Linked DNA regions of Bombyx mori: region 2 is linked to region 1. A link is a contact called in public Hi-C data. All regions are on one chromosome and are shown on one strand. The core of a region is the stretch at or near the end of the contact, and the rest is flanking DNA. Distances in the headings are between cores, read along the strand shown.

Region 1 (5,224 bases), core at 17-2,516:
ATTGATTTAAGCCGTTTCCTATGCTAATAGTAGTGATGCAGTCATATCGATTAAGGAGAGCATGCTACGGAACCCTGATTAACAATTTCTTTAAATTAATTAAAAACCTAACATTTTTACGAATGACGTCTAGGTGAATAATAAACTACGGCCTTGTTGGTTGAATAATTAATTTTATAGGTCACATAATCAAATGGTAATTTTGAAAGGAGATATAGCTCTTAAGTTTATAATTTTAAGATCTAAAATATGTTGATAGTTGGTAGAGTGTGAGACAGTAAAGTTATGTTTTTAACATTTACCCAGGAACCTAAAGCAGTGCAGGTGAAGAGGCGTATTGGCAGTTGGGTTCAGTAAGAAGGCATCCCTGGAGGCGCCGGCGTCTCCGCGTCCATTCGGCGTCGCCATTAACAGCGGCAGCGAACCGTTCTGAAGTTCTTCGCACATCTCGGCAATGCTCTCGCTGTACCCTCCACCACAGTCATCAACACTTTCCCCTGTTATGATAGTTGATAAATTAAGATCATACAATAAGGCTACTTAACAAAAATGTTTTTTTTTTGTTTTCATGAGCTTACGGTCCTCTTGGAGTTAAACGGTTATCGGAGCTTAGATTTAATGTCAACAACCATCTTGAGAAATATGGTCGAAGTCTCAGTTCTATTGTAAAAGGCTGTTCCACTTTTTAAGCCTAAGTGCATCACTATTTTTTTTTCTCCTACCGACGCCGATCGGTTTTCCTCCCGCTGTACAGGGAAGAAAGTCTAACTTTTCCTCCCTGGGTACTGATAAGTGCGCGTTAGTATCTACGTCTGCTCTCACGCACCTAAAATTCTCCGCCATTGTTGTGCTCGGGTAATTTGCAATATTGTGTTTAGTGTAAAAGTAAAATAAACAAAAGGCAATAAAATTTAATAGTGAAGTATTAAACAAAGATGAGTTCATCAGACAGTTCTTATTCTATTAGTAGTAGTTTATTTAAAAATTTAAAAACAGTTAAATTGTTTTTTATGACAAGATCCGGCGAGAAACTCAGTGAGCATGCATCACTGCTTCGCTGCAGCTGAAATACGTAGAGTTGTGCCAACAATGTGGTACAATAACCCTGTCTATGAGTAACAAAAAAGTAATCTATATAACTAACTGTTATGTGACGCTTGCAGACTGACCTACAAACTTGACCTTCCAGACGCGGTGCGGGAGGGTGAGCGCGTCGTGCGGGAAGGTGGGCAGGCGCGCCACCATCTGCCCGAACACGGAGCGCATGCCGGCCGCGCCCGCCAGCCCCGCGCCGCCCTTGCGGGAGCGCCGCGCCGCCACGCGGGACAGCTCCACCACGGGCCCGTGCTGCCGCTCGCGTAGCATTGTAGCCATTATCGCCTGCAACACATGGTTTTTTACTGGTGGTAGGACCTGTTGAGTCCGCACGGGTAGGTACCACCACCCTGCCTATTTCTGCCGTGAAGCAGTAATGCGTTTCGGTTTGAAGGGTGGGGCAGCCGTTGTAACTATACTTGAGACCTTAGAACTTATATCTCAAGTTGGGTGGTGCATTTGCGTCGTAGATGTCTATGGGCTTCAGTAACCACTTAAATCAGGGGGCTGTGAGCTCGTTCACCCATCTAAGAAATAAAAAAAAATTAAAAAAATTGATAACATTATAAACTAAGCTGACGGGTAAGTTTCTCAGTATCGAACATAGTGTTTGGTTTAGTAACTGATCTTCCATTTTGATTGATTTGTAGTTTAATACTGTTTTAGCTTCCAAAACGCATATCTTACATCCCGTATATCTTTCGACGTCAACTAAGTCGCCTTTTTTCAAAATCAAAATATCATTTCATATTTACATAAAAATTAAAAGTTCGTCTCGAATTATCGGCAGCATTTATACTGGAACTGGGGCGTCTACAGGGTTCGGTAACTGCTAATATCGGGTTGACCATTATCTCATCTGTTTATCTACTTCATTCAAATTTGAAAATATTAAATCCTCTATTATAGTATTGTAATCTAATGTTTAAAATACATATTTTCTTTATAAACCTTTCTAAATGCAGCTTCTTTGACGCTGTGGAACAGCAAATTCCTGAGAGCATCCAGAGGTCCTTCCAAGATCAATAACGACAGGTTCGGGCATATCAGCTCAGAAAACTGATGCAATAAAACCTGAAAGTAAAGATATTTTTAATATACCGTCAAATTCAGAAAAACATTTATAGGATCAAAATCAAGGTAACGTTAAAAAGTTCAAAACAATAAGTCAAAATCTTTCAATACTGTTTGTTGAATTGGTTCATTATATTATTTGTCATATCATCACCGTTATCGAGACACTCGATTATTTCGTATCGAATTATAGCACTACGAGCGAAATTTATTTTTGTTTTCAAATTATCTCTACTTTTGTTAAACTAAATTATATTTAAAAACCTTTTTTTGATCTGAGGATTCTATATTCTACAAACAAGAGTAGTGTGCGACGGTAACCACTTACCATCAAGTGGGCCGTATGCTCGTCTACCTACAAATGCAATAAAAAAAAAAAAAAAAGCCATGAGAGCTCACCAGTCGATTGCATATGAGTTGCGTCGATAGATCTCTGAGCAGGTGACACTCGAGCGGCGGCGGGGGCGGGGCTCTGGGAGCCCGAGGCGCTTCTACGCAGAGTGCCACGGTGTGAGCACTACCGCATGCCACTTTCGTCACTCTTTTACCCTGAAAGAGACAATTGTATTATTTATTTAGTTAAGCATATAATAGCATTAAGCATATAATTAATTATATCGAGGGGTGAAAGGCTGTTTGGTTTAAGTTTGCGGTGAGCAGCGGCTTGGCTCTGCCCCTGGCATTGCTGAAGTCCATGGGCGACGGTAACCACTCACCATCAGGTGGGCCGTATGATCGTCTGCCTACAAGGGCAAAAAAAATCATTAATTATATACCTCTGATATATTTATTTTTATTTATTTATACTTTATGCACAAAACAAAACTTGTACACAGGCGGACTTAATGCCATGGGCATTCTCTTCCAGTCGACCATAGGGTGGTGCAGAGATAATGCATGGTAGGTGCATTGACAAAAGAATGACAAACAACAACAACAAAACAAAAAAAAAGAACAAACTCAAAACAAAAATCTTCCTTAAAATAATATCTCAGTATTATAGAATACACATACTACAATTCAATATACCTATGTATAAAATAGTAAAATACATACATACACATAATTACACACAATAATATACACATGAAAATACACAATTTAGTATTATAGTTAAGAATGGCTAAAAGTAAATATATATATATATATATAATATAATAATAATAATTGAAAAATGAAATAAACTAGTTTGGAGATGATTCTTCCAGTTTTTTGTGGATGTGTTCGCGAACTTTGAGTTTAAAAGTAAAGCGATTGCTGATCATCCTGATTTCTTTGGGAAGCGAATTCCATAATATTATGGACTGTACAAAGAAAGAAGAATGTAAAAAATCTGAGCGATGGATAGGACATTGTAAGAGACGATTATGTGAAGAACGTAGAATTTTGTCATGGCTTGCGTTCAAGTATTTAAAATGCGATTTTAAGTAAGAGGGTGAAGAGGCAGAGTCCAAAAGAGAAAACAAGGTAGTAAGCGCTCTCTCCTCTCTACGCTGACGGATCGGTAACCATTTCAGACGAGTTCGATGCGCGGACACATGGTCATATTTTCTAAGATTGAAAACGAATCGAATGCAATTATTGAGAAGGCGGTCTAGTTTGTTGAGGAGATCTGCATTCAGGTCATAGTAGCACACATCACCGTAGTCTACCATAGGGAAAATTAAAGTCTGCACAAGCATGGCCTTTACATTCAATGGTAGCATATTTTTTTGCCGATAGAGAGATCGCAAGGTCCTGATGACTTTTTGACTAATGGATGTTATTTGCGCTCTCCAACCAAGTGTAGTGTCAATGTGTAATCCAAGATTTTTCACGTTTCGGCTAAAGGGGATGATTATGTCATTGAAAACAACAGGCGGCAGCTTAAAATTACTGATCTTACTCATATTTCGATGGCTACCAACAATTAACGCTTGGCATTTGGTACGATTCACCGCCAGACCAAACCTATCGGACCAATTTTTGATTGATTTTAAATCATTGTTTAGTTTGGTAATAGCATCCGATATGTGATCAACATCGGTTTGTGCGTACAGTTGTAGATCATCGGCGTAAAGATGAAATGCACACCGTAGCTCAGGGGTGAGAAAATTTATAAAAATTGAAAACAAGAGAGGAGAGAGGACACCGCCTTGTGGGACGCCAGATTCAAGATTACACCAGTTTGATGAGAGTTCGTCATTACGAACAGATTGCTGACGTCCCTGAAGATAGGAAGAGAACCAATCCAACGCCCCTTTTGAGACGTTGAGATGAGAGAGGATGGAAAGAAGGATATCGTGACAAACGGTGTTAAACGCGTTTGAGAAATCAACCAAAACTAGTATAGTGATTTTGGATTCTTCCAAGCCCACCCTGATATCACCTGTCACTTTCAGAAGCGCGGAAATGGTGCTGTGGCCTGGTCTAAATCCAGATTGAAAAGGGCTAATTAGGGAATTATTAAATATAAATCGAGAAAGCTGCTGATATACATTTAAATCGTTTTCATGTTCCTAAATATCTTCAACATTCGATGGTGATTGTTGTATATTCGATTGGCATATGGAGGAAAAGATACGTCACATGGAGGCCACGTATTGGAAAACTTATGGGACGGCCTCTCGCCTTCTGGATGACCATATGAAAAAGTGTCGGTCGACGTACTGATGATTTATCTAAGAATGAAGGTAGACAATACCTGCAGAGCCATGAGGAGTCTCGGTCTTTGAGCAGCGAGCGTGGTCCCGTCTCCCAGTTGCCCTTCGTCGTTGTCACCCCATGTATAGACCTCGCCCGTGTCCGTACACGCTACGCAATGAAGACTACCTGTAGACGGTACTTATTCTAAGTATTTCGCAATCGAAATTTGAAAACTTTGAAAGAATTTATCATAATTTTTTTTTAAATAATTTAATAATTTAGATCCAAATGTTGAGCGATTTGAGATGCTCGTATCGCTGCCATATTTTGATAGTAATTAAGCTAGACTATCAATGTTTCTTATGCTACATATTTTTTAGTTTTAATTTAAATGATAAAGTCTAAATATTGAGAACCCAAGTACAAGAAG
Region 2 (5,592 bases), core at 1,040-3,539, 49 kb after region 1:
GTTGGACCAGGATTCGGGTTTCCAGAATTTCGAGGATATTCGAAAGATTAAATACGTTCTCAGTTTCGGATTCATGCGAAACGCACTATATGCCTAATGTTGGACCAGGATTGGGGTTTCGAGAATTTCGAGAATATTCGAAAGATTAATTAATACGTTCTCAGGTTCGGATTCATGCGAAACGCACTATAGGCTAATGTTGGACCAGGATTGGGGTTTCGAGGATTTCGAGAATATTCGAAAGATTAATTAATACGTTCTCAGGTTCAGATTCATGCGAAACGCACTATAGGCTAATGTTGGACCAGGATTGGGGTTTCGAGGATTTCGAGAATATTCGAAAGATTAAATACGTTCTCAGTTACGGATTGACCCGAAACGCACTATATGCCTAATATTGGACCAGGATTGGGGTTTCGATAAATTCGAGAATATTCGAAAAAGTAAAGGAGAACAGTACCTGCATTCCCCCGCGCAGGAATACAGCCGCTGCATACGGCGCGGCGTCGAGCTCCGCCTGCTGCACGGGCAGCGACCGCGCCAGCCTCGAGCCGCACTGCGCCAGCCCCACCGCGACGTGGAACGCGACAGACGACAGGATGTGATGGGCACGAAGACTGGACGTACTCTCCTGGAATATGATACGTCAGAGATAGATTCAAAAGCTAAAAATGCAAATGCAAAATACATACTTTCAACTTGCTCGCATTTAAGTTCAGATGTAATAATAAAAAAATAACTAACTAATCAATCAAGCATCATAACATTTTACAGACACGTTGTGAAGGCTTCTATTCGCGGAGAGATATATTTATTTCTAAATTAAATCGAGCGAATCTATGTTCCAAATAGAAACTACCTTTTGATATACTGTAGATTGGGGGAATAGAGACTAAAATTAGAATAGAGACAAATTTGAGATGTCACAATACTTTTGTTGAGTTGTTAGATTTAACTTTGTTAAACTTATTTAGTGTTTAAGAATATTAAATAGTTTAATTTAGTCATCAAAGTTTTGTAAAAGATATTAAAAAGTTAATTACCTAAAGTTAGGTACCTTTCTAACAACTAAATAGTGCCAGCCCTATCGAAAAACTCTATTGTCCCCATACGAAACCTGATTCACCTCAAAGACAAGGTGAATCGGGTCAAGCTAGTTTTTTCAGTTTTTGTAATGAACTATGTATAATAACGCATCGTATATAAAAAAAATAAGCCTCCGGAAGCATTTTAATCTCAATTTTATTAATATTACACTAAGAAAAACCATTGAAATTTTTTTTTGGATTTGGAACGGGTACCGATTCCCCCAAATCTACGGTACCTAATATTAGATAATGAATACTAACATGACATTTGTGACTATAAATCTGATCTGCATAGAGGCCGACGCACTTCTCAGTGATCCGCGCTAGGAATGCGGCGTGCGGCTCCACGCTCAGGGCCGCGGTCGCGTCGCCGCCCCGCAACTTGCGGACCAACTCCACCGTGCTCGCGTTCTCGCAATCGAAATTCTCAACGTCGAAAACGTGACCGGCCACTATTATCCACGAACCGCCGTCTTTTATATGATTCTGTAAGTCGCATCTGAAAGTAAACAAGACGAGATATTAATGTTACGCGCTGGGGCTCGGGATAAATAAAACTTTCACCGAAGTACAAATTAAAGTCCATTTAACTCTTAGAACAATTAAGGAACACTTTACAATTCGCAATTCACTTCTTTTTGCCGTTTCGCTTCGAGTAAGCCGATTACTAGCTGCCTTCATTGTTTTTTATGTTTGAGGGATTACTGGTGACCCGGAGGCCTCTCCAGTTTCATCAGGGCAGATGGGCGAGCAAAGGCTCAGTCAGAAGGGGACTGCCTTAATGTCATCTCTACAACGCTTTTATAGTTGACACGACAACTCCACAATTATCGAGAATATGACCGTTAGTACGAGTACGTTTCGATGTGTTTTAGCTATTTGATAATAGCTCGACCGTTCTCGACTTTGCTAGTTCTTTTGATGTTAGTTTCTGCTATTTGATGACAGATGGCGTTACTTTTACTAGCGTAACAATATGACTAGTGTTATAATTATAAAATACAACTATTCATAGAGTTCGAACCATCCAATAGACGACAGTGAAAGTTTAAACAGACACGCAAGAGAACAACACATACTTGCGTATAACGCTACTGTTCAGCTGGTGTTTCTTCGAAACGAGGCCGGGCCAGCCCAGCAGGTCCGCGTCTAGCTTCGCGGACGAGGGTAACGCGCGGGCCGCCTCGTCGCACGCGCGCGCTATCCTCACGAGCGAGCCCGCGCAGTCGGACAGCGCGTGTGCGGACCGCGCCGAACAAGCACATATCCATGCGCTCAACTCCGTCACAACGCGACCTGCAACATGATTAGTTTAAAAACTTGTTTTGTTACTATCCTAACTATATCCAGTGTTAGGTGCTGCCACCCACTTTAGAATGTGAGGTTTTGTCAGTGTTGAGGGTTTACTGTGCGCTCTCCTCCGGAAACCTCATCAGAGTGGTCAATAACACACTGAGTATAATTGCATGTTTTACACGCGTCAGCGACCGCGGTGGATCGCTGCACGTTAACCACTGACTGACTAACGTATGCTGCTCATTACTATAACTGCATAGTAAGCAGCTAAGCGGGGCGGGGTATCATTCCCCTACAATAACGATCCTACAACTGTCCCTCCAGAAAAAAAAATTGACATATCTCTAGTCTGTTTCTGAGTTTGTAAAGGATATTGGCGGGCTATCGGTACGATGTAGAATACAATATACCTAGTCAGGTCATAAATTCTGTCACATGTTTAATGTAAAATAATTGAAACAAGTTTATTCATTGTGTAACCATTCATATACCAAAATGAACTTAACAAAACATAGATTCTTATGACACTAAAGTTTATTCAAAATGACCTCCGTGATTTTGAATACAGGCCTTCAATCTGCGCGACCAGTCGTCTATCGCAGCAGGAACGAGGTCCATGTCAATATCGGCGGCTGCCTTAATCAAGGATGTCTTGAGTGACTCCAAATTGGGATGAGGCTTTGAGCACGCCTTTTACTCCAAGTGTTGCCATATCTTGTAATCTAACGGATTCAAATCTGGACTGGAGGAGGGCCAGTCTTCGTGCCGGATGAAGTCGATTTCACGCGCCGCCAGCCAGTCTTGTGTGCTCTTCGCTCTATGAGCTGGCGCCGAATCTTGTTGGAATACCCAGTGCCTGTTATTGAACATGGTATGAGAAACAGGTTCCACAAGGTTCGTCAGGACTGTATTTTGATACACAACTGCATTCGTTTTTACACCTTTCTCACAAAAATGTACCACCTCTGTTAAGCCCCAATAAGAAACTCCCAACCATACCATGAGCGAGGATGGAAAATGACCTCGTTGGACACGCGGAATACGGTTGCTCGCTTCTTCACTACTGTGTGCGTACACCTTATCATTTTGTTTGTTGTAGCTCTCTTCTACGGTAAAAAATTTTTCATCCGAAAAAAGAATTTCCTGATATTTTTTTCCCGCGTACCGCTTCAACAAAGCGCGGCATCTCTTCAGTCTCAGGTCCATTAGACGAGCATTCAAACGATGTCCTGTTTTTCTTCGATATGCCCGAAGCCCTAAGTCTTCATTTAACACCCTTTTCACCGTGGTTCTGCTTAACCCCATCTGAAGGGCCAACAGTTTCTGCTTACGTTTGGGATTTCTTTGAATTCGCGCCTTCACAGCTTTTATCACTGCTGGAGTCCTAACAGACCGAGGGCGACCTCTTCTTGACCTAGTGTCTTCATTGTATCGTTTGATGGTACGATAAACGAATCTTTTGGTTATATAAAATTTTTTCAGTATGTTAAAAATTTGAATTGGCGCGTTACCGCAACGATGCAACGCAATAACTGCAACACGGTCTTCTTTAAGCGTCCACTCCATATTTAAAAATGAGTAAAATTTTAAAAGTATACATTTTTATTTTCATGAACAATTCGAAATTCGAATTCAAGAAACTGTTTTTGTGGCCAGCATTCTAAAAGAAAAGTTTTTACTATGTGACAATACTTATGACCTGACTAGTTATTCCTCTAGGGTAATGAAGAGATTTATTTTCTTAATTTAGATTCTATAGGTACAAATTTAACCTTAATTTAATCTATAAATAATCAGTACTGTGAATTGGTATAATATGAAATGATTAAGTAAATAAAGAAAACAGTTTAAATAGCGTACACTAGTAATTTATGAAAAACTGAAGGAAAATGATAAGTAAACAAAGTTTGAGCTTTGTGATATAATTAGTCTGTTACTTTATTTATTACACTTCATATAAAATTTACATTGGCGGACTTAATACCTAAGCCTTTCTCTACCAGTCAACTAAGGTAGTGCAGAGTAAATAGTGGTAGGTGCAATGAAATTTAAATTAAGTTACAAATAAATACACAAAAAAAGAATATACACACATATATACACAATCATATATACATATACATACATACATACACAAATACATACATACACACATAAATACATATAATAGTTCATACAGTATTAAAAATTTTAATAGTTTTTATAATAGTAGTTTAAAGTGTAAAGTTTAATAGTAAACTATTAAAAATTTTAATAGTTTTTCTACTATTATTCTTGTAAACGGAAATATAAAAAGACAACTTATACACTATAACAATAGATGGTTTTTGTTACTCATACACTAACAACTCACCGACAATGTCAGAAGCTAGCAGATCACACAGAGCCACGAGCTGGGTATTGTCGGCGCCGTGCACGGCTCGCGAGAACGAGCTCAGCGTCGACTGTACGTGCTCGGACAGTAGAACCGTGTATTGGTTCAGGAGCGAGCGGACTCCGCCGCGCGAGCTGCGGCCGCCGCGACACCACATCGCCTCACAGAACAATAACCTGCATGTGTACAGACGGACGTGTTCTTTATAACTTGATACTATCAGAAGTCTGTATTCGTCGTCGGTAGATTGCTAATATCTGAACAGTTAAACGCTCATCGGTATTTTAATAATATTGCAAACGTTTATTTCTTTATTAAGTTGTACCAACAAAGTAATCATCGATACAAAACATTGAACAATTGACAAAAGTTCATGGCAGATGTCAATTATAGGTGCAATCGACAGTGCATTAACAACAACAACAAAAAATATATATATAACTAAGATTTGATTACGAATACATTTGATTGATAGCTTAAGATTAATTTATATTTAATTGGGAAATGATCCGCGACAGATTTTTCCTGTAGGTTATGAGACAATTAGAAAAATCATCTATTTCACTTAAAATTAGTTCAGCGCAATCGGACAACTCCGAAGGAGCATTGACGTTATCTATTCATAAATCTATATGTTAATACGCGAAGCAAAAACTTTGTCTTTTTACGAAGATTGCGCAGAGGGAGGAGTATGAAATTTCCCAACTCATAGAGAATATATTTTTTTAGGACTAAAGGATTACTGGTGGCCCAGAGACTTTTCCAGTTTCAGTATGTACTCTTTTGTTTACTTAGTTTAATTTATTTCGTAAAGATTCATTCGAACATTATACG

What was found. A called contact is a pair of places that touch in the nucleus more often than the background predicts.
Region 2: a Hi-C map of posterior silk gland shows a contact between it and region 1, with 1.6 times the contacts expected there. The contact joins two enhancer-like sites. A contact is called at or near these places in 3 of 7 Hi-C or Micro-C datasets (posterior silk gland and whole pupa).

What each region holds. Positions count from the first base shown.
Region 1 is chr15:4,686,890-4,692,113 of ASM3026992v2, forward strand. LOC101735945 (probable E3 ubiquitin-protein ligase HERC2) reads right to left here. Exons shown (of 89, transcript XM_038015651.2): 79 at 4,853-4,980; 80 at 2,569-2,718; 81 at 2,047-2,169; 82 at 1,170-1,380; 83 at 303-497. Among protein-coding and RNA genes, the nearest start is that of Dsclp, 28 kb to the left of the region's middle. Within about 2 kb of position 1,267, at least 3 of the 8 cell types and tissues checked have open chromatin away from gene starts, as enhancers often do.
Region 2 is chr15:4,734,687-4,740,278 of ASM3026992v2, forward strand. It overlaps LOC101735945 (probable E3 ubiquitin-protein ligase HERC2), which reads right to left. Exons shown (of 89, transcript XM_038015651.2): 22 at 4,738-4,934; 23 at 2,168-2,384; 24 at 1,350-1,587; 25 at 461-631. Among protein-coding and RNA genes, the nearest start is that of Mir3219, 3.7 kb to the right of the region's middle. Within about 2 kb of position 2,290, at least 3 of the 8 cell types and tissues checked have open chromatin away from gene starts, as enhancers often do.